2 separate regions of the Mus musculus genome follow, and region 2 is linked to region 1. A link is a contact called in public promoter capture Hi-C data. All regions are on one chromosome and are shown on one strand. Each heading gives the region's core, a stretch centred on a gene start, on an enhancer-like site or on the middle of the called end of the contact. The rest is flanking DNA. Distances are from core to core; before and after follow the strand shown. Region 1 holds the start of Syn2 (synapsin II). Region 2 holds the start of Alox5 (arachidonate 5-lipoxygenase).

The links. Capture Hi-C pulls out chosen DNA fragments and counts their contacts.
Region 2: a contact with region 1 is called in a promoter capture Hi-C map of liver, with 4 times the contacts expected there. The contact joins the promoter of Alox5 here to the promoter of Syn2 in region 1. A contact is called at or near these places in 3 of 39 promoter capture datasets (liver and pre-B cells) and 1 of 9 other capture datasets (liver).

The regions. Positions count from the first base shown.
Region 1 is chr6:115,133,449-115,136,283 of GRCm38.p6, reverse strand. Syn2 (synapsin II) reads right to left here and starts at 1,382. Exons shown (of 13, transcript NM_001111015.1): 1 at 824-1,382. The coding sequence starts at 1,203. It overlaps Gm17733 (predicted gene, 17733), which reads left to right and starts at 1,449. Exons shown (of 2, transcript NR_132436.1): 1 at 1,449-1,669.
Region 2 is chr6:116,459,685-116,462,519 of GRCm38.p6, reverse strand. Alox5 (arachidonate 5-lipoxygenase) reads left to right here and starts at 1,342. Exons shown (of 14, transcript NM_009662.2): 1 at 1,342-1,645. The coding sequence starts at 1,496.

The sequences.
Region 1 (2,835 bases), core at 133-2,632:
GGGAGGGAAGGAGGGAGGGAGGGAGGGAGGGAGGGAGGGAGAGAAGGGAAGAGAGAGAACAAAATTTTTAAAACATATATCCCCTCCCTGTTGCATATATATAATAATCTCATTATTTTTAAACAGATGTCAATCACACTCTGAGACACCTGTGATCTAACCCACCTTGATATCAATACAGGTACAGGTTTAAAACAAAACAAACAAACAATAACAACAACAAAAACACCTATCCAACTTAAATACTAATATCCACTCCCAACTCATTCCAAACCTTGCAGACTAGAATCTTTTTTGGTGTCCTTTATTTTGATGGCCATCTGGGTCCATTTTCACCTTAGCTTGTATGCGTCTAAACTGTTAAGCCTGCCCCCCCCCCACCATAAGTATTTGTGTTTTGTTTTTGTTTTTTATTAGTTCTTTGAGGATGTTGTACAACCTGTTTTGATCATCTTCACCCTCCCTCCCCCAGCTCTTTCCAGATCCATCCCTCCTTCTCTTCCTTCCCAACTTTGTGGTGTCCCCACCACCACTGTCACAGCCAATATGTGCTGCCCAAATATTCTTGGCTGTGTGGCCTTCCTTTAGAGCGTGGTCGACTTATCACTATTTTTAAGCTCCATTGGTGCTTAATGAAGTAGCTTGCTCTGCCACCGGCCTGGAGGCCACCGAGTCCTTTACCTTAGGACCCATGTCTCTGGGAGGTCAACGCCTGCCCTCGCCCCTCCCACACACAGACACCTGCTCGTCCCCGGTGCTCTCCCGGGTGACCTCGAGGGTCCATCTTCACACCCTGCCCCCGGCGGACCCCGCAGGGGCCTACCAGTCGGTGTGCGGCTCGTCGACCACCAGCAGCACCTTGGCCTTCCTGGAAGCGGCCGAAGGTGCGGGCGCGTCCACCAGGCCGGCGGAGGCGGCCGTCTGCTTCACCGCTTGCGACAGCGAGCTGAAGAAGCTGCTGCCCACCGACGGCGTCGGCGCGGGCTGCGGCGCCGGCTGCGGCGCGGGTGCCTGGGCGGGTGGCGGCCTGCGCTCGGGACCGGGCGAGGCAGCTGAGGTGGCCGCCGACGCCGTAGCGGCACCGGGGCCAGGGGCAGGAGGGGGCTGCTGCGGCTCCGGGCGCTGAAGGTCAGTCATGTAGCCATTGGGCAGGTTGGCGATGAAGCTGCTGTCCGACAGCCGGCGCCTCAGGAAGTTCATCATCTGGCTTGAGGGGCTGAGGGCGCTCGAGGCGGCGGGCCAAGCGGCGCGGGGAGGACGGCGCGGGGACACCGAAGGTGGTCCGCGTCTCCGGGAGCCCAGCAGACAGCCGCGGCGCTCTGGGTCTGGGGAGCGAGCCTGTTAGCGAGGGAGCAGTGGGCGGTGCCGAGGGCGTGACTACTTCTGTCTCCGCCCCTCTCCGCAGAGCCTGCTCCGCCCCCGCCTACTCGCGCGTCCCCCGCCTTTTCAGGCTCTGGCGCAAAGAGAAGGGAGAGTGTCCCCTCCCGCCACCTGAGCGTGACTGTGTGGGAACCAGGAGCTCTCGCAGTGTGGAGGGAAGGAAAGCCGAGAGTCTCCCACCATCATCACCTTCGTGGTTTCAAGAGGAGAGTCGTGTCCCAGTTCCAGACGAAGACACCATCCTAATACCATCTAGTTAGAAGAGAGGTGTCAGCTTCCCTACCCTGAGGTGAGAGAAAAGAGCTACACCTGCCCCTCCACCCGCTCTGGCGTGTGTGTGCGCGCGCACACACACCCAGGACCACCATTCAGTGAGCAAAGCGAAGCATTTCCTTTCCTGAAGCTCAGGAAAATGATGCCAAAGTCCCCAACTTTCAGATGAGAAGGAATGGACTAATCTGTTGCTGCTAATGCGCACCTTGTATGCTGAGACCTGAATGAATGAATGGATGGATGGATGGATGAATGAATGAATGAATGAATGAATGAATAAAAGCTGCCTACCCGTGCTGAATGGGAAAAACCTCTCCCTGACCCAAAAGGTGGGAGTCCAGACCACAATGAAGTAGAGGGCTACCTCACCCTCCTTGAGGAAGAAGGAACCTAAGCAGACCCTCTCCACACTGCCCTGGAGGACATTAGGAGGCAATTTCTGTGCCCCACTTAATAGTGCACAATTCTCTCCCTGACCAGAGAGAGAGAGAGCACGCGCGCGCGCAAGAGAGCCCGAGAAGACTGAAAATGTCTTTTCAGGATCCCTCAGACAGATAGCCAAGGCTACCCCCTCAATTTGCTTCCCTGACATACATTGTTCCCCAGTGTTGTAGGGCGACCTAGTCCCCTAACTGACCATCTCCATGAAGGTTTATCTGACTACCAACTTCTCTGTGCACTCTCTAAATTTTGTGTGCTCTTTGAACCTTTGTTTTGATCTGTCTTCAGGTATATTAGTCCCCTACATTTGTATCTGGACAAAATGTAGCAGATGTACTTGACAGGCAGACCACCTGGAGTGATGCACGACTTTGGGCAAATTACTCCCTTGAACCTTTTTCTTCCACAGCTAATAAAAACAGATAGCACTTTTCAAAGCTGCTGGAGTAAATGAGAACATGTAGGTAAAGCGTCTGGTACGCAGTAGATAAGCCAGTAGTGGGGCCTAAGTCCTTATTCTTATTTCTCAGTAGTATTAGCTAGTCTGAATGGAATCAGTGAGGGTCTTGACACTAATGTTAGCAGGGTGTTCCTGTTTTGTATATCCCAGTTGGTTCTCAGGTCTAAGCCAATAGCATCAGAGAGGCCTGCAGCCAATTGTGAAAATAACCAATAAAATTAGAAAGCAACCCTTGTCTCAGGTAAACTCACAACTAAGAGCTAAGGACTCATAACTAGAGA
Region 2 (2,835 bases), core at 93-2,592, 1.3 Mb before region 1:
CCAAGCAGCTCATAATATGATGGGAGAAATGACGACAGAGCAGATCCCCTTGGGACAGATGACAATGTGACAGTAAGTGTGAGCAGCGGTGATAGGGTAGCAGTCAAAGAGAGGCAAACAGATTCACAGAAGAAACAACATCTGGGAAGGAGTTTGCACAAGATCTAGAGGTACAGAAGGAAGGCAGGAGAAACCACCCAGAAGGGAAGGGAATGTGCCAAGGATCTGTGGAAATTAGAAGATTCAAAATTTCAGAAGAGAGCTCACTTAGACTGTGGCATGACCAATGTATGGAATGTAGTCATTCCATCCAACATGAGCAGGGTATTATCGAAGGATTTTGTAGATTTAATTGTTATACATTGTCTCACTTGCTAGGTGAGCCCCATCCAATCAACTGGAGGGCAGGAAAAGCAGAATGGAAAAAAATAACCAAGAAGTAGTAGCACAGTTTATTACAGACAAATTAATGCTGCCCATTGTTCCACTGTAAATTAAGGAGGGTGCATTGACCGCCTACCTTCTAGTGACCAGCTGCTTTCCCTTCTCTCTATGGCAACAATGTTATGCTTTTCTGAGCACAGTGGGATAGCCCTCCTCACCTTCCAGCAATCACTCTCCTTAAGGTTTCTTTTCTACCTTTACCCAAAATGCACAGGTAGGCTCTCACTGAAGAGCATCCCACTCTTCCCTAAGACTCTCAGTCTTAACCAACTCCTTAAGCCATCTCCGGACAAGACAACCTCCTTTCCCATCACAAGTCCGCTCTCAGCAAGCATGCCATTAAAGTTCCAGACAGTCCCACAGGTGCAGATTAGGAGTCGCCCACTCGGGCCACTACTTTCTAAGGCTGGTTCCCAGTACCACTAACCATTTCCCCCAAGTTTGCTCCCACCCCGCGCCTCCCAGTACCTTGCCCAGAGAGAGAAGGTTTACTCATTTTGTGAAGAAACCAACATTCAAGTTTCCTTGGGGTCCACCGTGGAGCTACAGGTACTCTCCTTGTGGGCTTCAGACCCCCTGCTCTAAGTGTAACTATTGCATACGCTGTGTGCTGCAACTGAATGAGGACACAGGTAGTTCTTGAGCTGACAGTGAGGGACACTGAAACAGGCAAGAAGCCATAAAGATGGAAGAAATAAGGGATTAATTGACTAATGAAAACAAAAATGCATGAGGGATAAAAGCTAGGTAGAGATGGGGCAGAGGAACAAGGGCTTCAGCCTATCAGAGATCACTGTCCCTCCAGTGCCACAGGAGAGAAGGATGCGTTGGAAGGTGGGGTCCTGGGACTGGCCAGAGACAGGGGCGGAGCCAGCGCCTGAAGGCAGGGCCGGTCGCAGGGTGGAGCCAGACCCAAGCGCAAGGCTGGCCCGCTGCTGGCCACTGTGGCAGGGAGCTGCCGCGAGTGACAGGGTCAAGAAGTTGGTGGGCTGCCACGCCGAGCTTCGCGGGCTCCTGCTCCCACACCAGCAGCACTCACTTGCCCGGAGTCATGCCCTCCTACACGGTCACCGTGGCCACCGGCAGCCAGTGGTTCGCGGGCACCGACGACTACATCTACCTCAGCCTCATTGGCTCTGCGGGCTGTAGCGAGAAGCATCTGCTGGACAAGGCATTCTACAATGACTTCGAACGGGGCGCGGTGAGAATGCGCGCTTGGGACCGACGGCTGGCAGCAAAGAGCGGGAGGGCGGCGGGGCAGGACAGGCAGGCACCTGAGAACTGTCTGTCCCAGCGCGCTCGTGACCCTATGTGAGCGCATCTGGGGATCTGATGCAGCGCCAGAGTCGGTGCATGCCAGGGCAAGCGAGGCACCCTAGACTTCCTGATGACTCGGGTATCTTAAGGGACAAATGACTTCCAATGTGGGGGACTGATGTGGCTGGCCTCTTATGTGAGAGATGGCACAAACTTTCACCAACAGGACCCAGAATTTGTGAGAGGCCCCTTCACCTCGGGAGTTCTGAGGTCCTAGTGCCCCAGAGTCCAGTACCACTGCAAAGCATAGAAAGCCCTGTTCGACAGCTAGCCATTTTGTGTAGACAGTGTAAGTCCAGGGTAAGTCAGAGATCCAGGATCGGGAGTCAACTTGGGCATAATCACTCTTCTATCCCTACTGTGGACCTTCGTTTACCAAACTAAAAATTGGTTAGGTTTAATCTTACCCATGAGTCATGAGGGAGCCCAGTCCCATTTGGGGGCTAGGAATGAGTCCAGGGATTGCCCCCCACACTTAGGTACCCTACATTTCCTGCACTCAGTCCCAGTGGAGGAATGTAAAGGAAGGAAGGTCTGGCCCGAGCAGCCTTTGGAAAGACTGTCAGCAGGGTGCGTGCAAGAGGACACTTCCTCCCTGAGTATTAGCTTCTGAAGGAAAAAAGGAAGAAAGATTTCCTTTCTTCCCTCCTAATACAGACTTTGGAGTCTGGCAGCCCCACAGGCACTGTGGGAGGCCATTCCGTTTGGATGCTGCTGGTGTGTAAAGTCTAGCCCCATGACTTTCTCTTAACACAGGCAGGTCATGGTTTTCAGTGACCCACTAAGTGCCTAGTACATCAGACTTGCTCAGTAAGTGAGTCTGTAATAGACAGGCACGCTGCAGACCCTTGGGGTGGGGGTGGGGGGTTCCTCTTCCTTCTACTACCTCCAGGTCTAAACTAGGCTTAGGTTTGATTTTACCAGGCTGCCTTCTTATCATTTAGTTTACTATTGAGTCGACCCACATGAACTTGCTTAGAATTAACCATTTGTGATAAGCACAATGACAATTTCATATGCTTCCACTAGATAGATCTGTTCAGCCTAAACCAAGGAAATGATAGTTAAGCCCTT